7 separate regions of the Mus musculus genome follow, and regions 1, 2, 3, 4, 6 and 7 are each linked to region 5. Evidence: chromatin contacts called from public capture Hi-C and promoter capture Hi-C data. All regions are on one chromosome and are shown on one strand. Each heading gives the region's core, a stretch centred on a gene start, on an enhancer-like site or on the middle of the called end of the contact. The rest is flanking DNA. Distances are from core to core; before and after follow the strand shown. Region 1 holds the start of 1500026H17Rik (RIKEN cDNA 1500026H17 gene). Region 2 overlaps 1700113H08Rik (RIKEN cDNA 1700113H08 gene). Region 3 holds the start of 1700113H08Rik (RIKEN cDNA 1700113H08 gene). Region 4 holds the start of Actr6 (ARP6 actin-related protein 6). Region 5 holds the start of Gnptab (N-acetylglucosamine-1-phosphate transferase, alpha and beta subunits). Region 6 holds the start of Syn3 (synapsin III). Region 7 has its middle 22 kb from the start of 1700113H08Rik.

The links. Promoter capture Hi-C pulls out the DNA fragments that hold promoters and counts their contacts. Capture Hi-C pulls out chosen DNA fragments and counts their contacts.
Region 1: a contact with region 5 is called in a promoter capture Hi-C map of pre-B cells. The contact joins the promoter of 1500026H17Rik here to the promoter of Gnptab in region 5. A contact is called at or near these places in 2 of 39 promoter capture datasets (hippocampal neurons and pre-B cells) and 1 of 115 datasets of contacts at active chromatin or transcription factors (extraembryonic endoderm stem cells).
Region 2: a contact with region 5 is called in a promoter capture Hi-C map of pre-B cells, with 4 times the contacts expected there. The contact joins the enhancer-like site here to the promoter of Gnptab in region 5. A contact is called at or near these places in 4 of 39 promoter capture datasets (cranial neural crest, hippocampal neurons, liver and 1 more) and 2 of 115 datasets of contacts at active chromatin or transcription factors (astrocytes and large pre-B cells).
Region 3: a capture Hi-C map of embryonic stem cells shows a contact between it and region 5, with 6 times the contacts expected there. The contact joins the promoter of 1700113H08Rik here to the promoter of Gnptab in region 5. A contact is called at or near these places in 1 of 39 promoter capture datasets (hippocampal neurons), 2 of 115 datasets of contacts at active chromatin or transcription factors (embryonic forebrain and pancreatic cancer cells) and 1 of 9 other capture datasets (embryonic stem cells).
Region 4: a contact with region 5 is called in a promoter capture Hi-C map of pre-B cells. The contact joins the promoter of Actr6 here to the promoter of Gnptab in region 5. A contact is called at or near these places in 5 of 39 promoter capture datasets (the C10 cell line, HPC-7-derived erythroid cells, liver and 2 more), 1 of 484 Hi-C or Micro-C datasets (embryonic stem cells) and 1 of 9 other capture datasets (adipose tissue).
Region 6: a promoter capture Hi-C map of liver shows a contact between it and region 5, with 7 times the contacts expected there. The contact joins the promoter of Syn3 here to the promoter of Gnptab in region 5. A contact is called at or near these places in 3 of 39 promoter capture datasets (liver and pre-B cells) and 1 of 115 datasets of contacts at active chromatin or transcription factors (astrocytes).
Region 7: a promoter capture Hi-C map of hippocampal neurons shows a contact between it and region 5, with 6 times the contacts expected there. The contact joins the enhancer-like site here to the promoter of Gnptab in region 5. A contact is called at or near these places in 4 of 39 promoter capture datasets (hippocampal neurons, liver, pre-B cells and 1 more) and 4 of 115 datasets of contacts at active chromatin or transcription factors (astrocytes, embryonic forebrain, extraembryonic endoderm stem cells and 1 more).

The regions. Positions count from the first base shown.
Region 1 is chr10:89,685,052-89,687,797 of GRCm38.p6, reverse strand. 1500026H17Rik (RIKEN cDNA 1500026H17 gene) reads right to left here and starts at 1,435. Exons shown (of 3, transcript NR_130956.1): 1 at 1,279-1,435. It overlaps Scyl2 (SCY1-like 2 (S. cerevisiae)), which reads left to right and starts at 1,504. Exons shown (of 18, transcript NM_198021.3): 1 at 1,504-1,760.
Region 2 is chr10:87,106,383-87,109,082 of GRCm38.p6, reverse strand. All of the region lies in intron 2 of 1700113H08Rik (RIKEN cDNA 1700113H08 gene), which reads right to left. Among named protein-coding and RNA genes, the nearest start is that of 1700113H08Rik, 50 kb to the right of the region's middle. Within about 2 kb of position 1,367, at least 51 of the 459 cell types and tissues checked have an H3K27ac peak or open chromatin away from gene starts, as enhancers often do.
Region 3 is chr10:87,056,680-87,059,379 of GRCm38.p6, reverse strand. 1700113H08Rik (RIKEN cDNA 1700113H08 gene) reads right to left here and starts at 1,334. Exons shown (of 6, transcript NM_029685.1): 1 at 1,221-1,334.
Region 4 is chr10:89,730,930-89,733,660 of GRCm38.p6, reverse strand. It overlaps Actr6 (ARP6 actin-related protein 6), which reads left to right and starts at 1,366. Exons shown (of 11, transcript NM_025914.3): 1 at 1,366-1,487. The coding sequence starts at 1,420.
Region 5 is chr10:88,377,817-88,380,566 of GRCm38.p6, reverse strand. Gnptab (N-acetylglucosamine-1-phosphate transferase, alpha and beta subunits) reads right to left here and starts at 1,299. Exons shown (of 21, transcript NM_001004164.3): 1 at 1,032-1,299. The coding sequence starts at 1,148. Gm40733 (predicted gene, 40733) reads left to right here and starts at 1,503. Exons shown (of 5, transcript NR_168608.1): 1 at 1,503-1,552.
Region 6 is chr10:86,497,476-86,500,175 of GRCm38.p6, reverse strand. It overlaps Syn3 (synapsin III), which reads left to right and starts at 1,280. Exons shown (of 14, transcript NM_013722.3): 1 at 1,280-1,386.
Region 7 is chr10:87,034,771-87,037,470 of GRCm38.p6, reverse strand. No RefSeq gene overlaps it. Among named protein-coding and RNA genes, the nearest start is that of 1700113H08Rik, 22 kb to the left of the region's middle. Within about 2 kb of position 1,345, at least 15 of the 459 cell types and tissues checked have an H3K27ac peak or open chromatin away from gene starts, as enhancers often do. A contact at or near this core is called in hippocampal neurons, where this site is marked.

The DNA.
Region 1 (2,746 bases), core at 186-2,685, 1.3 Mb before region 5:
CTCACATGGTCTGCAAAGGATTAGGTTTGCTCACTAGGATTCTGTCAAAATGTTTAATTCAGTGTTTCTTGGTGCGTTGGCAACCTTGTACAATCACTGCTATCATCTAACCCCAGGCCATTTTATCACTCCAAAAAAGAGACTCATGTTTAGTAGAGATAAACTAGTTCCTCCTACCCCAGTAAAATATGAAATTAAAGCATGTAAGAAAGAAAAAGTTGAAATATAGAGAACATGATTTCTAGATGTTTTGTGTGCAGAATACAAGAATCTAAGCCTTTCCTTTCTTGACCACGAAGAACTAGAAGTAACATTACCAACACATAACTTATAAGATGCTCTTGGCAAAAGGACAGAAATAAAAGTCCACCCTTCTGGGGCTGGAAAGAGAAGGCTCAGCTAGTGAGATGATAACTTTCTAAGCATGCAGATCTAAGTTGGATCTCCTGAACATACATTAAAAAGCCAGGCTTGGTGGTGGGTGCTCCTAATTTCACAGCTGAAGAGATAAGAGAAAGGCAAAGCACCAGGTTCTATTTAGAGACCTTGTCTCAAAAACATGGACAGCTCCCCAGGAACAACTCCTAAGGCTAACCTCTAGCCTCGAGCTTTTCTGGCGTGTGTACATACAGCTGTACCTACACAAACATGTAAACACACCACACAAACATGTACACACACATACACACACACCCCATAATCCTCTTCCCTCTTCTCTTCCTCCCCCTCCTCCAATTCTTCTTGTAATAGAATCTACCCTATTACCCATCTTAAGACATTTTAACCTGAACCAGGGACAGAGCAGAGACAGGAGAGGCAGGGTTAGGGTTAGTTAGGGTGGTAGTAGTCCTACTACTATGTACGGGTTACTTGGATGGATAGCAGGGAGACAGAGGCTGTGCCCAGTTTCACCTAGGTATATTTTTCAGAACAATTTACTTCTTTCATTAAGCACGTAAGATAAATAATCTTTGTTGCTCTAATTGTGGAACTGTGGCACCGGGGTTATCTGAGAATGTCTTAGAAACGCAGAGCATCCGATCCTACTTGTGCAGCAGAATCTGCACTTTAACACGGCCCTGTGTGAGAAGCACGGCTTTTCTAGGTTCTAAGGTCACTTAGCAGAAAGTCAGAGAAAGCTGAGTCCTATGTAATCAGTCACTAGACCAGCAAGGGCAGGTGGCCTGGGAAACAGAAAAGGGGAGGGGCCTCACAACCAGAGCTGCAGTGTCCAGCCATCAAGTCACTGTCAGTCATCTCCAATATACATTTGGTTACCTGTCCTCATTATCTTGGAGAATCCCCTTCTATGGTTCCAGAAACTCGGGCTTCCTAGCCTGGGGCCCCGGAAAGCTGGTCTTGCCCGCGAAGACTAGTGATCAGAGTCACAGGTACGGCTGTCAGCAGAGGCCCGGGCTGGCTCCACCCCCGCCCCGGGAGCCCCGCCTCACTCCGCCTCGGGGAGGGCGGAGGGAAGCCAAGCCTTACCCTTCCGAACCGCCCGGAAGTGACGTCATGCAGGAGCGGGCAGGTCTTTCGGTGCTCTTCCCCCTACCGTGCTCTTCTTCCCTAGTCCCTTCCCTCCCTTCCCCCTTTACTCCTCGATCTCGGGGTTCTGCGGACTCGGGGGTGACGGAGGAGATGGAGTAAGCGTTCGGTGGCGGCCAGGAGCGCGGCCCGAGCAGTCACAGCCCGGAGGCATTGAGGGAGCCGGCGGGGGACCGGCCCCAGCACCGCCCCTCCAGGTAGCCGGCTGCGAGGTGAGTGACCTGTCTCGGGCACCGGGCGACCTGGGTCTGCGGCCAGCTTGCGGGCTACGGGTCTCCCCGGGCCTCCCGGCTGCTACTGTTGCCTAGTGACGGGCCGGGTCGGGCGGGCTGGCGGTGGGTGGCCCGGGAAGCCGGATCCAGGTAGCGAGAAGCGGGAGGGAGCGGATCTCAGAGGCCGGTGACTCTGGGCGAGGCCTTCGGGCGACGGGAGCCCCGCTGCCTGGGTCATTCTGCTGCTGGGAGAGTCCCCAGAGCTGGCGCAGGAGCTCGGGTTTCCGCCGTGGAGATCTCCGTATCCTTTTGGGAAATTGGACAGTGCTCCGGGACTGCTGAGACAGCCCCCCTCGTTTCTGATACTTGGTTCCGATAGCTGGGGTCACCGGCTAAGGCCCTGCACTTCGGACGCCTTTCTCTGATGGTAGTTGTCTTTCTGGACTGGACGGTTATTGTGTGTGTGAGGTGGGTGGGGCAGATAAGGTTTGAGAGAAAGAAATCCCCATGGGGGCTCCAGTGCGCCTGTTTAAGCTACAGAAAAAGGTTTAGACAGATAAAGCTTGCAGAAACTTCTTGGGATTCGCATGGACGCGTTACCTGTGATCAGTAATTAAGGACACACAGTGTTTCCCTTTCTCAACAGGATTGAAGAGACTCCAGACCAGCTCCTTAAAGTGATTTTGATTGTAAATTATCAGCTAGAGGTTTTTCTTTGCACATCAAAACCAGGGATTGTGTGATGACACTTTGAAACGCCGTATTTAAGTTTTCTGAGTCGTGCGCCTCTGTTCAGAGAAAGCAATTTAACAAAGATGCTGTAAGTCAGTCAGCCATTACAAAACCCAAGCAGTTCTGGTGTTTGCTTGGAAGATTCTTTTTCGACTTTGAAGGCTTTCCCCTCCTTAATAAAGGTTGGAGGAGAAGGGGATTGTGGTTATGCAAAGGAAAGGAGCCTAACTGAACACATAGAGCTTTATTCTGTT
Region 2 (2,700 bases), core at 118-2,617, 1.3 Mb after region 5:
TTTCCTCGGAATATGTCTTGGCCTTTGTACAACTGAGTGTGTAAGGTATATGTGTGTGTGTGTGTGTGTGTGTGTGTGTGTGTGTGTGAGTGTGTGTGTGTGTGAGTGTGTGTGAATGTGTGTGTGTGTGTGTGTGTGAGTGTGTGTGTGTGTGAGTGTGTGTGAATGTGTGTGTGAGTGTGTGTGTGAGTGTGTGTGTGTGTGTGAGTGTGTGTGTGTGTGTGTGTGTGTGTGTGTGTGTGTGTGTGTGTGTGTTAGAATGTCATCTGGATGTCTGTTCTGTTCTAACTAAAATTTGTATTTATTAAGGGGCATGTATGGTTATAAAAACTAATACAGAATTCTGTAGAAAAGAAATGGAGATGGTTAAAAAGTATTTCTGACTCCGATAGATTTTCAAGTTGACCTGTTGAGCTTATAAGACATTCAGAATATATCAGAATCTTGAATAAACTAGAAGGTTTAGTATATCAGGAAGTCGGGAGGGGTGAGTAGCATATAACACAGGCAGAGTTTCATATATGAGGAAATACACCTTTCCACACACACACCGGGGTGGGGGAGGGGTGAGTTTAAAAATCTAGTGACAGACAGCATTGCTACAGAGAGGCTCCGATGGATAAGTTTCAATGAAACTCTGTAGGAATGATGGTTTCATGGACCTAAGACACTCCTGAAGCTAAAGAAAGCACTCCACATCTCTGGTGCATCCTACCCATGAAATCGGAATGAATTCACTCATATAACACGCTGTGTTTATGACTATGTGTAACAGTGATCTTGGGGTCTGCTTTGTAGAGCACAAAGATAGTTAGCCCTAACCTAACAACTCTATGCACTGGGCACTCCACTAAAGGTATCTTTCATTCCCTACTTTGCATTATCATGTTTAATTTTAAGATGGTGACCCTGAGAATTACAGAAACCTCTGCTTTACCATTCTGTTCCCTGAGCACCATGCTTTAGAGCAGTCTGTCTCGCTGAGGCAGATATATATTTGCATACTAGTTACATAAAAGATATTACAACTACTATGTACAAGGACAGCAGATTCATTTTAGTTTTCCATTATTTTAGTAAGAAAGGAGCCGTACCCTTCCATCCCCCACTCTTAAATTTGGACACATCTGTATCTTCCCCTCTTCACTCTGCCACCCACATCTTTTTAGGCCACTATACCAAAGCACCAGGTTAAGAACAATCTGAGTATATAAATTAATCTTCTCAACAGTTAGGAGAAAGTCAACATTGAATGTGAACTAAAAACGAAAGCAATATAAATGCAACTTCTCTTTTCTGCCCCTGAAATGTGAACACGACTGAGTAGTTTTAACTGGAAAGCCCCCTCGCCTCACTATGGCAACCGTCTGAGTGTTGGAAGTGACCCAAATCTGAATAACTAGCTTGGACGGAGCTGTGTCTCTTGTCTCCTCAGTCTCCCTCATTCCACTTTCCAAAAACAACCTGGATCGACCTTCTAAGGGAGAGTCCGAATTCATATCACTTGCCCTGCTCAGAAATCACAAAGGCTTTCTCAACACCTCTCATCAGCATGAAGGGTGACTCCTTTATCCAAACCACTCTCTCAACCTTGGCCAGCATTCTCCCGTCCAAATACAATAACCAACCTTCTCACAAGCCCCACCGCCCCCTCTAGTCTCCACACTTCCCCAGTGTGGGGCATGCACAATCTTTCCTTCAACTCTCATCTTTCTTTAACTGCCTCAAGGTCCTAATCATAATGATCCAAGACATATTTACAGAGACACTGGGGTGTCAGTCCGTGCTGATAATTAGGCAAGGTGATCACAATATCAATACGAGCCTGGGCAACGCAGTGAAACCATGTTTCAAAAAACAAAAACCAAGCACCAGAACAAAAAGGAGTCGGAGAGATGGCTCAACAGTTAGAAGTGCTGCTTTCTCCAGAGGACTTGGGTTCGATTCCCAGAATCCCCATGGCAACTCACAGCCATTCCATAGCTTCAGTTCTAGGAGATCTAACACCCTCTTCTGTCCTCAGCATACAGCAGGCATGCATGCAGTGCGTAGACACGCAATGGACACAAAACACCAATGCATATAAATAAAAATAAATAAATCTATTGTTAAAATAAAAGCACTAAATAAATCAGGCTTTGAGCACTTTGAGAAGAAAGATAGCCTTATCTGCTCTTAGAATCCTCCCAATAAGGAGAAAACTTTGTACTGAATAGAACCTACATAAGATATATTGAATAAGGGAATTGTGGTATTGACAATGGTGTTGTTGGGAAAGAGGATAACAAATGAATATATAAATGGGTGGATACTTGAATACTTACTTATTTGGATGGAGAAATGAATGGTGTCATTGCATAATAAATATCCAAGTGACAGGGGCTACATTGAATCAAATTCTGAAATAGAGCATCAGTTAGGTGTATAACTCTGAGCTAATTCAGCTTTGTTCACAGTGATATTTGAAGTCAACTTGCTTCCTCTGTCTTATAACCAAGAGCTATTTATCCGCTCACACAAAATCGTGTTAATTAGTGACAACCCAGATCTAATTCTTGAGAACCATATATCTAAAAACTCCTTTGACCGACTGAGAAAATAGTTTTTCTCAATAGTTATTTTTTAATAGAGTAATCTTTATATCTGTGGAAAATACAGGTTTTGGAGCCATTCATCCCTAAGCATGGTTCTCTTGCTCTC
Region 3 (2,700 bases), core at 85-2,584, 1.3 Mb after region 5:
TCTACAGTTACTGTAGTAATGGTTTAAAGGAGGGGGGTAAGCACCTGCAAATCAAAGAAAGATGCCGTGGTGCTGTCATCGGACTCCCCCTCCCTTTTCTTAAAGTTATTTCGTGGCCATTATAGAGTAGACCTGGCAATGAATTTATGTGACAGCTATGAAGTTAGTATTAAAATTGTGAATACTCCCTAGCAGTTTTCATGGCCTTACTATAAGATAGTCTCAATTTGCCACACAGCGGTGAATAGGGTACAGAAGGGGGTGTGTGTGTCTAATGAATGGGAGGAGGGTGGGTGAATGGGAGGGCTTCCCAGGAGGGGCAGCACAGTAGTCGCCAGAGAGTGATTTATTTTTGCCCTTCCAGAAAGGAAAGTCCGAAGAAGCAGCAGCCTGAAAGGCCCTGAAGCATTGATGATGGTGGGGGGGGGGGGCATGGGGGCGGGTCCGGGCGGGTGTCTTTACACATTTTACCATTCCAATGCCAGTTCTAGAAGCAGGGATCAAGGCTGGGCTGTGGTAAACCCATTCCTCTAGTCTTCCCAAATCAACCATGAAATGCCAGCAGGGAGCAAAGGTAGGGCCTGCTACTACTGAATGGGAGCAAGGCAAAAGAGGGAGAGTGTCAGCCTTGATCCACTCGGGGAGAGTTCGGAGAGAGATGAAGCGTGCTGGGTGTGAGGTGGGAGAACTCTTCAGAAGCAGGGAGGATTTAGAGAGGGCATTCAGAGGGAAAAAAATGAGGTGAAGTCACTGCAAAGAGCAAAGGGGCGTGCCCAGGGCGCACGGCCCCTCCCCAGACCCCTCCCCCGACCCCTATTAGCATGCGGGCAGCGCGGGCCACGGGGCGGGGGCGGCGCAGTGGGATCACAGCGCTGGGCGCTTTGTGGGCCGCGCTCGCCTCCACGGGGGACCATCTGCTCGCTGTCAATGCATCACCTGCTCGTCTGGGCTGTCGCCCGGGCAACCGAGGGCGGGGGAGATTAAGGAGCGTGTGCGTCTTGGTGTGGGTACTGGCTGTAGGGGCGGGGGCTGGGCACAGCTCTGTCCTCCTCCACTCTGAGACTGGTCAAGCCGGATGGAGGGGGACGGGGTGACGACCACCAGGAGCGATCAGGCTCTGCTGCTCGCAGCCCCACGGCCCCTCCCGAGAGCCACCCCTACCAGAGGTGGCTGGAGTCTATAGAAGCCAAAAACACGGGGTTCTCTTCAAAGCAACCTACCTCCTCTGTGACCAGACAAGACCCACGACTTGTCTTCTGCCTGTCTACCTGCAGCTGCAGAAGCCCTATCCTGTGCCCGCCGCTGCCTTCCAAACGAGTTGGCCCCACACTGCCCCACCCTTATGGACACCTCCGGGCACCGTTCCGAGAGCCCCTCAGTCTCCCGGCAACCACAATGGGACCAGCATCGCAAGTGGACCCTGCCCCGCCCTGCCACCAAAGTCAAAGACAGTGACCACATACATCTCTTCTCCGAATCTGCTCTGCCACCCAGCCCCAAGCCCTGGACAAGCCTTCAGCTTAAAAAGATGAGCATTACTTGATTATCTTTTGTTAACAAGTTGGTTTTTCACAAAGGAGGTAGTTCTAGGGGTTATGGAGGGATTTTATTTTTTACTGAAGTCCCCTACCAATCTAGGCCTCTCCCTTGAATCCCAAGTAAAAGGAGAATGGTGCTGCAGCCAACAGCAGGGGGCATAGCTATGCCATAGATGGGAAGAGTGCCCTTTTCCCTCTTTGAGCCATAGTCTCAAATTTCTTGAAAGTTCAGAAACTTTCAAGTAATTCTATTCCAACCAGGCAAGGATTTAGCTGTGCCCACAAAGGCAGTTCACATCTGCCTGGGGATTTTATTCAGCTCGGCAGAAAAAAAAAAAACACACACACACACACACACAAAAAAAAACCCTATGAATGCTGTGTAAGGTTCCATGGACTGCAACCCAAGCCAAGGTCTAGGTTTAGGTTTGATTTTGCTTTGGGTTTTGAATTTGGATAGCGATGGTTGGATTTTTGAAACAATGTTTCATCTGTTTGCTAACACATACTGGCCTCAAACTCACTAACCAAGTGTGGCACTGAGTGCATTGTGTAGCTTAAGCTAGCCTGGAACTCACCAGTCTTCCTATCTGATTACCCACATGGGAACCTAATGCCGGCAACTAGTTAAGATTTTGTTTGTAGGCAGTGTCTAATAAATTCAAAACAAGGTTCTAAAGCCAGGAATCCCAGCACTCCTTGTGAGGTAGAGGCAGGCAGATCTCTGAGTTCAAGGCCAGCCTGGTCTATAGAGTGAGTTCCAGGATAACCAGAGTACACAGAGAAACCCTGTCTTGAAAATCAAAAACACAAACAAAATGTGTGTGTGTGGTGGGGGGAGAAGTGGTTTTTGTTTCTAATACTTAAAATACTCTTAAAACAAATCCAAAAGCAGGCATAAAGACTTACAACTCTAATCCCAGGTTTTACAAGGATGAAGCAGAAAAATCTCTAAGTTCCAGGTCAGCCTAGGCTATGGATCAACAACAAAACAAGTCAAAAGACCAGGTTAGACTCTGGATGATTCTGAGCTGTTGCTCCCAGAAGCACTTAGACAAGCAAATAAGCCACATCAAAGCTATGACAGTATTGTCAAGATGCCTCTAGACAAGAATGGCAGCACAGGGTTACCTGCCATAGCTCCAACCCAGAATGCTGTTCG
Region 4 (2,731 bases), core at 117-2,616, 1.4 Mb before region 5:
GCCCTGGCTGTCCTGGAACTCACTTGTAGACCAGGCTGGCCTTGAACTCAGAAATCTGCCTGCCTCTGCCTCCCAAGTGCTGGGATTAAAGATGTCCGCCACCACCGCCCGGCTTAGTTTAAACATTTTTTTTAAGATTTATTTATTATTATACATAAGTACACTGTAGCTGACTTCAGATGCACCAGAAGAGGGTATCAGATCTCATTACAGGTGATTGTGAGCCACTATGTGGTTGCTGGGATTTGAACTCAGGACCTTCGGACGAGCAGTCAGTGCTCTTATCCTCTGAGCCGTCTCTCCAGCCCGCTTATATGTTTTTAATGTCATAGTCACAGTTTAAAATTAGAAGGCCACACTCTCATCTCTTTATCTCCTGGAGTTTTAAACACTAGTTAATACGTGTAAAGAAAGTGAAACAGCTTACTCTCTCTTTTTTTTTTTTTTTTTTGTTTTGGTTTTGGTTTTTTTGAGACAGGGTTTCTCTGTGTAGCTAACTTACTCTTAAGCATGGCTGTGTATTCATTTATATCAGATTCATTACCCGAGATTATTTTGTAGCAGAGTCTACATTCCAATCAAAACATTTTGAGAGAGACTCTCTGTATCGTGTATGTCTGGCTGTCCTACGTAAACCAGGCTGGTTTTGAACACCCAGAGAGCCACCTCCCTCTGTCTCCCGAGTGCTGGGATTAAAGGCGTGTACCATTACGCTCAACTCCAAAACTTTTTCTTAACATTATGAAACACAAGCTCTCCGTTGTACAGAAACACCCAGGAACGATATCTAATTCCAGGAGTCAGAGCAGACAAGGAACATGTCAGATGTCAAGAAGTCCTTTGTAGATAGGATACATAAATAAGTAGCGGAGAACAAGCAGGGGGATTCGTTGGGGAATGTGCAAATAAGTTAAAGCACAACGCAGATAACAACACAGCCCATACATAATTTATTGTGACCAAATTCTATAACCTGATGACGAGTGCCAAGAAATGAAGGTGAGGCTGAAGAGACTTCGTATCCAGTTCCACGATGCGTATGGTTTCATACTCAATTCTTCAAGGCTCGGAGTGTCTTAACAACTCTAATCAGATACACGCACACGCAGCCCACCAAAGGGCTCACAAAAAGCTTCCACTCGCCAATGTGCGCAGTAAAGAAAATCAAAAGAAATAAAGTACTTAGCAGTTTCTACTACGGAATGTCGCTGCCACCGAAAATCGATGCATTTGAAAACTGGATACAAGCACAGGAAGGGCTGCTCCGCTGCTCGACTTCTGGCGTACTCCGTTGTCAGGGTAACCGGAAGTTTACGCCACGGCCACGCCCCCATCGACCATAGAGTACCGGAAGAAGCCTGAGCAGAGGAGATTCAAACAGTGGGAAAGCGACTCCGCTGCAGCGTGGTGCGTGCCGAAATGACGACCCTAGTTCTGGATAATGGAGCTTACAACGCCAAAATCGGTTACAGCCATGACAGTGTCTCGTAAGTGGTCGTCGTTCCCGAGGGACAGGACACGTACGCCTTTTAACTTGACAGACTATGCTTTCCGATTTGCGTGATCCACAGACGCCATCGCGCGCCTCCAGCCTCAGTCGGGGGATGCTCAGTTTCGAGCTGGGTTCGTTGGTTGGTTTGATGCTTTGAACTGAAATTGACTTTGATTTTTTGTTTGAGGCCGCGGGGCTGCGGAAGTGAATGTATGTTCCGTTTGGTAACGGGAAATAGGCTTCTCGAGATTGACTGAGGAGACTAAAGTTTATGAAATTTCAGAAATAGTGGGCAACGTTTCGCCTTTAGGGGAACACGATTATAGGTTTTCATCGGATCCTCAAAAGGTTCAATGCCCCCCAACCTCCCAAATAGTAAAACCCACTTCATTAGAGTCCAGGGAGTTTGAAGGCATTGGGGAACCAAGTTGAATAACCTGGTTGGTAAAGTCAGGAACGCTACGGTGGCATCTTAAGATGTGTTTTATAAAATGTATGTTTGAATAAATAGTAGACTTTCACAGTGCTAGAACTGAAATCTAGGACTTTGCGTAGGTAATTAGTACCTTCCCACAGAGCTACACCCCCTGCTGCCTTGCAGCACAGCGTGTAATCCAGGATGACCTTGAATTTAAGATCCTCCTGCCTCCACCTCCTGGTTGCTAGGATTACAGCTGAGGGCCACTACTTCAGAACTCAGTGGGCATTTGACTGAATTTTTTTTTTTTAATGCTATGTTGAACTCTTGCACGGTGGACAAGCACAACATTACTTCTTAGCCCAGCCCATATGACCAGATTCTCATATGACCAGATTCTCACAGCTTTAGTGGTGATGGAAGCCATTTATATATAAGGCTTCCACATAAGTTTTTTTTTTCCTCATTAAGAACTAGGTACATGGGGCTGGAGAAATGGCTAACCCGCTCATTCTGCTCTTCTAGAGGGCCTACGTTCAATTCCCAGCACCTACATGGCCGCTAACAACTGTCTGTAACTCCTCTCTTTCTCTCTCTCTCTCTCTCCCTCTCTCTCTCTCTCTCTCTCTCTCTCTCTCTCTCCCTCTCTCTCTCTCTCTCACATACACACACACACACACACACGGTGCACAGACATACACGCAGGAAAAATACCTGTGCACATAAATACATAAATAAACAGATGCATGTAAATACATATAGAACCAGATTTTCTGTTTTGTTTTTAATGTGCTGGAGAATGAATTATGGGCCTAGGACAT
Region 5 (2,750 bases), core at 50-2,549:
GGCGAAGACTGTACTAGACTACCCAAGAATCAAATAACTGAAATTTAAACTGAAGAGTAATGGCAGTCCCCAGAACGTTCAAGGTATGTCTCCAAAGGAGCATAAAATTCATTTAACCTGGCTGCTCACACCTCCCAAACCGGTTGTCTGTGCTCTTTGAAGAGTTTACAGTCTAATCAAACTGCTTCACTGCACATCAATTAAACGCAGTTCTCAGTCCAAGAAGGACCAGCGACTTGATCTAAAAAGTATTAGCATAGCCCATGACGCAAGGGTGGGTCTGTGCTGGCTCTCAAGAGGTCCGGGGCTGGAGTCCAAGATCCGCAGGCAGTCCTAGTCACCTGACAAGGGCCCTACTCTGAGATAAGCACTTGGTGCTTCCCATCAGCGTGTGCATTCTCACTAGTAAGGCCTCCAACCCGCTGGCATGCAGCTGTACAAAACAGCAGAGCCATTATGAAAAAGGAAAAAAGTTAATTTAAAAAAATCTCCCTTTCACTCTGCAAAATTCACATGCAAAACGGCGCAAAATTCACATGCAAAACGGCGCAAAATTCACATGCAAAGCCGCGCATGCCTCTAAGACAAAGTCTGCGATCCAGAAGAAACAGAAGATAAGGTGTTTTGTCAACGGTGAAGGACTAGTAGGGTGGCACCGCAGGACTGGATCCTACGGAGAGCCAGGGAATGAAGGATCACTACAGAAAAATACAAACCCTAGGAGAGAGTTTCACCAGCGCAAGGCCTTAGAGCCAAAATCAAATGGCCAGAGGACTCTTGGGGACACCCTGCAGAAGGAAGGGGATCCATGCGCACGCTGAAGCACGCGAGGCCCGGACGTCCAGTCCAGCTGCTGCAGGCGAGCCGGGGAGAGGATGCACGCTCAGCGCCTGGGACTAGTGGGCCGTGTGCTGGTCCCCAGGCTGCAGGGAAGATGGGGAGGCAGAAGGGAGATTCGGGGTGCCGGCACCGCGGGGCTCAATCGGGGAATGCTGCGCACGCGGCTCCGGGGCTCGGGCTCCGCTACTCACCTCTCCGAACTGGAAAGCCGAGACGATGGTGACAACGACGCCCACGAAGCAGACGTAGAGCCCATACCTGTGGGATAGGCAGGTATAGGTCTGTCTCTGCAGGAGCTTAAGCAGCATCACCCCGGCCCCGCCACCCCACGCCAGGAGGAGCCCGCGCCGCGCCACCGCCTCAGCGAGCCGCCATTCAGGGGCCCCCGGACGCGCCGCCGCGCTTAGCTCACAGCCCCCGGCTGCCGCACATTGTCGCTCCGGCGACCGACGGCCCGCTGGGCTCCACGCCGCGGCCGCCGCTTCCGGGAGCCCGGAGCCCACGCCCTCGGCGCGGCGGAGGCGGACCCAGGGCCCGCAAGGCGCCCGGCGCCACCCGGGGTTGGCCTCGGAGAGGCGGCGGCGAGTCGCCAGCGCCACCTAGAGGGCGGAGGGGCAAGGGCAGGCGCGCGCCCTCCCATCTGCGCGTGCGCCGTGGGCCCTGCCCTTTGGGCCCTCTGCCTTCTGCACGGTGGGACCCACCCAACCAACAGGTAAGCGACCCGGGCTGTCCCCTGCAGTGTGCCAATGGGCAATCCTGATGAACCAAAAAAACACAGCTCCTGCCTCAAGTTTATCTTCGAAAGAAAATTTGAAAGATCGTGGCTAGGGAATGCATATTCGGCTTGTCCCAAATGACATAATCTACTCTAGACGTTCGTACACGAGGTTTAATTGGTTTTGGAAAAACAAAAGTCACTAATCGGGCATTTATCAAAAAAAATTTTTTGAGGTCACAGGTAGGCTGATTGTGGCAAAGCAGGGAAAACTAACGGATTTAGTTACTATCTGAAGCCTTAGCTTTTGATAGGTAATCAATCTGCTTATAAGTTTGTGTATGCAGGGGAACTCGCACGCGTGCGCGTGTGTGTGAGTGCGTGTGCGTGTGCGTGTGTGTGTGTGTGTGTGTGTGTGTGTGTGTGTGTGAGTGTATGGTGAGGGTCACTTGTTTCTGTCCTTCCATGCTGCGGGTTCAAGGAACTGAAGTCAGGCTTGGCATCACCTTAACCTGCTGAGCCATTTCAGAAACCCTTTCAAATACAACTGGGTAGTATAGCTATTGAATTGGCATTGTTAATTATAAAAAATTTTAAAAAGGAACTGGAGTGTTATAGAGAACTAACTAAGTTTTCGGGTCAAATTCACTTGGAGAATTGTTTGGGCCTACCTGGGTCTTTTTGTGTGGGGGTGGGGTGGGAGTGGGGAATTACCCTCATTACACGGCATACTCTCAAATGCAGTGTCTACCACAGTGCATACCTGTTGAGCACTTGGGACGTTGAGGCAAGAAGGTTATGAGTTCAAAGCCAACCTGGTCTTGGTAGTGAGACCTTGTCAATAAACAAAAGAAAATTAAAATGAAACCCCTCACTTTCCTACTTTGTTTCATTCGTCTAGTCCTCAACTTATCCTCTTTCTTCTGAAGCTTTCGTTGGTTTTGTTGGTTGGTTTGGGAATTATTAGGTTTTGTTTTGCTTGGTGGGGGGAGGGTGGGAAGGGGAGGGGACAGGAGTGGGGGAAGCTGGGACAGAACGGTGTGGAGGATTTTGAAACAGTGTCTCAAGAAGCCCCGGCTGGGTTCTAACTCCCAATGTAGCCAGGCAAGCCTTGAACTCTTCCCTCCCTCCCTTCCACCTGGGATTACAGGGCGGCACTACCCACCTCTTTTATCAGGCGTTCCAGTTGAATGCT
Region 6 (2,700 bases), core at 31-2,530, 1.9 Mb after region 5:
TTACTGTTTGTAGGCCTCTTTCATTATTCAAGGTTCATGCACAGAAATAAAAATGCTAAGTGGCACTGACCTCCAGGGCATGATGGAAGAATACCATTAATGGAAAAACCCTTGGTGATGTATACTGAGCACTGCTCAGCAAACACTGACCCTGCATTGAATCTGCACCTTTTCTTATATATAGTGCAATCAAACATAAGTACTCGTGCAGTAATTTGCCTGGCTTCTCTTCTAAACCTTTGTCCAACTCCTTCCTTCCTTAGAAACGGAAGGTTCTTTAGAATTCTTGTCCTGGCAAGAATTCCCCTTCCATTTTTCCAAGTACTTTTTCTGTGCACCTTTAACACCAGTGGTGTTTTTTTTTTAAATAACTACATTTATAGGTCTTTATATTGCAGCTAGAAATGGATGTGGTGTCACGTGTCTTTTAACTCAGCACTCAAGAGACAGAGGCAGGTGGACCTCTATGAGTTTGAGGCCAGCCTGGTCTACATAGTGAGTTCCAGGCCAGCCAGAACTACATAGAGAAACCCTGTCTCTAAAATCAAACCAAATACTGGAGGACAGAGAGCCTTAAAGGAGACCTGCTTTGAATTTCTGAGGGACCTTGAGGCATAGAAGTGACACATGAGACAGGGACCTGCCAAATATCCTCCCATTCTGTGCTGGTTAAGCTTTTCAATTGCCTTATTTTCCAATCTGTAATTTCTTTTAACCTTGTAGTCTTAATTCTCATCTCACAAATCTCCTCTATGGAGAGGCCTGGCATAGTCCCGACATCCCTTTTGTGTTCTCATTACACATCTCTATCAGTTTACAGCAAGCTGACATTATCTTTTGTTTGTGCACTTGTATGTAACCAACTCCTCCTCATGCCATCCCCAGCCAGGGTAAGAGCTTAGCTCCTTGTGCTTGTACTCCTATGACATTTGCTGACAGCTGACTCACTGGTCTCTCAGAAGCTCCTACTAAGGCCCAGGGAAGTCAGGTGACTTTCTCCAAGCTGGCTTCCTAGGATACTGAACTGCATTATTCACACTCCCTGAGGGGCATCTCAATCCTCCTGGGATGAAGAAAGATCGTCCACTTGGCCACTTGAGGCCAGCAACAGCAAAGCTTGCTTGCTCTAGCAACTTTCCCTACCTGGCTGGCGAGGGAAAGCCTAGAGACTGAGAAAGGAGGGGCTTGAGGGGCGGGCCTGGATGCAGGGCCCCTGTTGGCCCAGCCAATGGGCTCTCCGGCGTAGGGAGACCAGTCTGCCCAGAGGAGGCGCTCACGTACTGTGCAGGGCAGAGGCAGAGCGCGCAAGCTGCAGCGCTCCCGCAGATCCTGTAATTGGCGGCGCCAGTCCGAGGTACACACGGGCCACCGTAGCTGGCACTGTCGGTAAGCCAAGGCAAAGTGGAGTAGGTGGGTTTTCTGGCCTTAGGGAGCACTCACCCCGAATCCGAGCTGTTGGTGCGTCCTCGGGCAGTGCTACTTCCCCATAAGCTCTCTCTTTTGTTAGCCGAATGTTGATGCTGCATGTTGGTGGGGTGCAGGTGCTCCGTGAGCCCGGAGTGCCACCCTCCGGTCCCAGGCTGCTGCTGCCGGTCCCTAGCACTGGTCCCTGTAGAGTACCGGAACCCTGGGGCCCTCAAAGCTATGACTACTGAGGTATTCAACCCAACATCCAGACCTGTCCCGGAAAAGAGCTTCCTCTGGGAAGCTGAGACCACAACAGATACTGGTGCTCTGCACTGGATCCCAGCACCTGCTCTAGGCAGGTCCCTCAGGACCTGTTGCCTTGGGTCTGGGGCTCAGATCTGTTGCGCAGTCTTCTATTTCCAGCTATCCTGAGACGAAGGAAAAAACCTTGGAGGGTTTTCCTGGCCAGGCTAAGACTAACACTGCTGGAGCGCCCTGGTTATTTATTCATGACTTACTTGGCTGTAAGCCAGACACTATGCTCTCAGCTCTAGCGGCCTTAAAGGAATCTCAGGAGTTGCTGGGGCCTACCAGGGATGATAGGATAGGAGGGATTGCAGTGTGGTGTAGTGCAGACAGCAAGAGGTGGGTGGGTCGTGATGCAGCCTGGAAGACACACAGAGACTGGAGAGTTTGCCAGCCTGAGAGCTGTGGAATCAGAGGCATCAGGGACAGGAAGAATTTCAGGTAGATTTTCCCATGTGCAGACGAAAGAAGTGAAGAACTCAGAATCTCAGCTAATCAAACAGCAGATTGCACAGTAGAACCAGGACTTGCAGATGGGACCTAAACTGCAAGGTAGAAGGGGCTAGCCAAAAATGTACACAATCTAGAGATGCATGCAGCCTGACAAGTTTATCCTAGGACACGGGAGGCTGGGAAAGAATTCCAGCTGATCCCACAGCCACTCTGCTAGCTCTGTGGACAGTGACTGGAGCTGGCATCTTCAAGCTAGTAAGTTGTGAAAAGCTGGTTTTCAGGCAACGTGGCTGCAAATACTCTGGCCCCTTAAGGCTGACTATCTGACAGGGGCTCTGTAACCCTAGCTTCTGGGCATGAATTCAGGCAGGGAGATGCTGTCATGTGATGCTTGCTCCTGTCATTGTATTGGAAGCTGTGGCCTCTATCTTGTCATCGGGGATAGCCCTTGGGGAGTTGGATAGAGCATCTGTGCTCACTTTCTGATGCCTGGTCCCTGTGTGAGAACTTCTGCCTTACCTGGGCTTACCTTTC
Region 7 (2,700 bases), core at 96-2,595, 1.3 Mb after region 5:
ATATTAATTTTTCTTTATCTCCTCTTTAAATGCCCTGGTACCTCAGCATCAGAGCCTCTCCCAGCTGACAGCTTTTGTGGCTAAGAATCATTTCCAGGCTTCTCAGATACAGGTTGCCAGGTAAACACACAGCTTAAACAATGGCCTGTTATCAGCAGACAGGCACTGAATTAGCCCAGTGAGCCACAGGTCTGGGCTGACAGCTGGAGATAGTCAGGGGTGGGAGATCTGCGAAGCTCTGCAGACTGCTGGGGTCCTGTTAGAGTGGATTAGTGAATCTGCATTCGGCTCACAGGAATCATAGCAGCTGTAATTTCAACCTGCAATTTGCAGACCCGATGCTTTTTTATTGTGGTCAGCTATTTGCACAGCGAGACAAAATCTCCCCCCTCGTGTGGTCATGGAAGTCTCACCATTGTTAAACGAGTGTTTCTGCATGCCACCCGTGGAAAGTAACCCACAAAAGTTCCCTCTGCAATCAATCGGTTTTTTTTTTTCTTTATTAGATCACAAACTTCCAGATTCTCCCCCCAAGGACCACAGAAGGGATCTTGGAAATCTCTCTTGTAGTTAGCTTGGTTTCTGTCAATACGTGAGCTTAAGGTACAAGTTATTAAGATGTATATTCTTATGTTAACTCGGGCTTTAAAAGTGCAAAGTCTCTCTGCAAATGGTGGATCCTGTATGGGATAGTCCCCTTCTCATAGGAGTTTTTTTGTGGAAGAGCCTCTGCATCAAGATGAGCAGCGCCAGGACCTCACGTTACCCGGAAGATGTGCGGAGACTCCCGGGGACAGCTCATCAGAATCCAACCTGTCAACAGCACATGGCCGGTCTGACTTATGAGGCGCGTCACGCGAGATTGTTTGGTATTCTGAAGAGGCAGTGGTGTATGTTGGGGGCCAAGGCGTGCAAGACACTTTGGGGTCTGCCAGACTTTCATTCCCTCCAGATCGCCCCCTGCCTCCCAGCAGGAGCTGACCCAGGCTTGGAAAAGGTTAACGAGCACAAACAGCCATCATTTGTGGCGAGTGGGAAAACCCCATGTGCTACCCAGCTTCTCTTTATGAGGCATGCGGGGTGGGTCTGCTCTGTTGTTCCATGGTTGGCACTGGGTAAATGCCCAGCGTGCTTCTGCTTGAGGGACTGGAAGGGCCTGTCTCCAGGACAGAGCCTAGGAAGAAGAAAAGAAGCCCACCCCATGCCATCAGTACCCTCCGTGTCTACAACTCGGGGGAAGCGAAGGGTGAAGGACGGAGGGACAAAAGTTGGGGACAGAATGACTCCGGAGGACTGAATACAGGCGTTCACCTAGACCTAATCGGTTCAAATGCTCTGTTTCAAACCCCATCTGCTTATCTCAAGCGAAGTTTGGGGACCGGCTCCTGTCCTATTGTGAGTCCATCATTTTGCAAATCTATTCCTGTCTACGCTCTCATTATAACAGATGTCAGCAGAGGAATCCGAGCTGTCAGGGAGCCGCCAGCCATGAAAAAGAGTAGCAGAGGCAATAGGCCAGGCAAACAAAACAAGTCGCCGCCACTGCAAGGGTAAACAGCAATGTTTGTCACAATATTTTCCCACATCGCCCAACAATTCCAAGAGATGGTGTTTTGCAAAGAGAAGGGGGAAAAAGTCACAGGAGCAATAATAAAGAAGCAGGATGGAGGCGTTGGATTCATCCTCAGTGGTGAACGCTATGTGCTGCCTAGGCCTACAATCAACTTTCTCTGTAGCAGAAATTAACATACGTCCAAGTCTCATGGCTTCTTCTCATATTAAGAACTCACAGCAGTTAAATTTTAGGTTGGGCAGCAATGAAAAGAGCTCAAGAATTCTGTGGTTTGGTGGTTTAGTTGGGGGTCTTCTACATCCCCCTAGGTCTCTCCCTTTTCTTTGACTAACCCTGGATTACCATCCTGGATGGTAATCAACAGGAGTTAACATCTTGCCTAATGCAAGGAGACTAGCTGGTGTAATTGCCAGCCTCTCCCTCTTGCTGAGTATTAAGCTAACCTGTGAGGCTACCTGCAGCGGGAGGCGATCAAGGGCTGTTATCCTCGATGAGGAGTTGGCTAAGCCAGGCTTTCTTGTCAGCAGAAAGCAAAGAACTGTGTTTGGGAACTGGACGTATTGAGATGCCTGGATTGTCTCCCAACTCCTGAACTCACTGGTTTGAGTGAGTCCTTTTCATTGCATTAGGTAAAGAATGGAAAGCAGGGAATTAAGTAGCGTTAGCATCCATCAAAACACACTAGTTGCTGGAATCCTCCACCCTCTGGGGGCCATTGGCTATGTCCTAGTCTCAGAATTACTGGAGTCAAGAAGCCATATCTGCCTCCCCAACCAGAAGTAAAGGCCACCCTCAGTTTTAATTCAAGAACAAAACCCTCACTGCACCTGCAAATGGAGCATCCAAAAGTAACCCAGGCTCTTGGAGTTCTTGTTGAAAAGCAGAAGAAAAATCACTGAGCGGGTCCACTAGCTCTTTAGAAATTTTAATTGACCCTAAATTTTAAAAGTGGGTTGAAACTCGGTGGCAAAGGGTTTGACAAGCAAGCGTGCGGCCCTGGTTTCGACAGCTTAGTGCCACAAACAAAATCGATTTAATAAATAAAGGGCAGCAAAACAATCATGCATTAAAATCTCTATGTGTAGCTCAGGCTGTGATGTCTTCTGGGGTACTTCTGTTTTGTACGA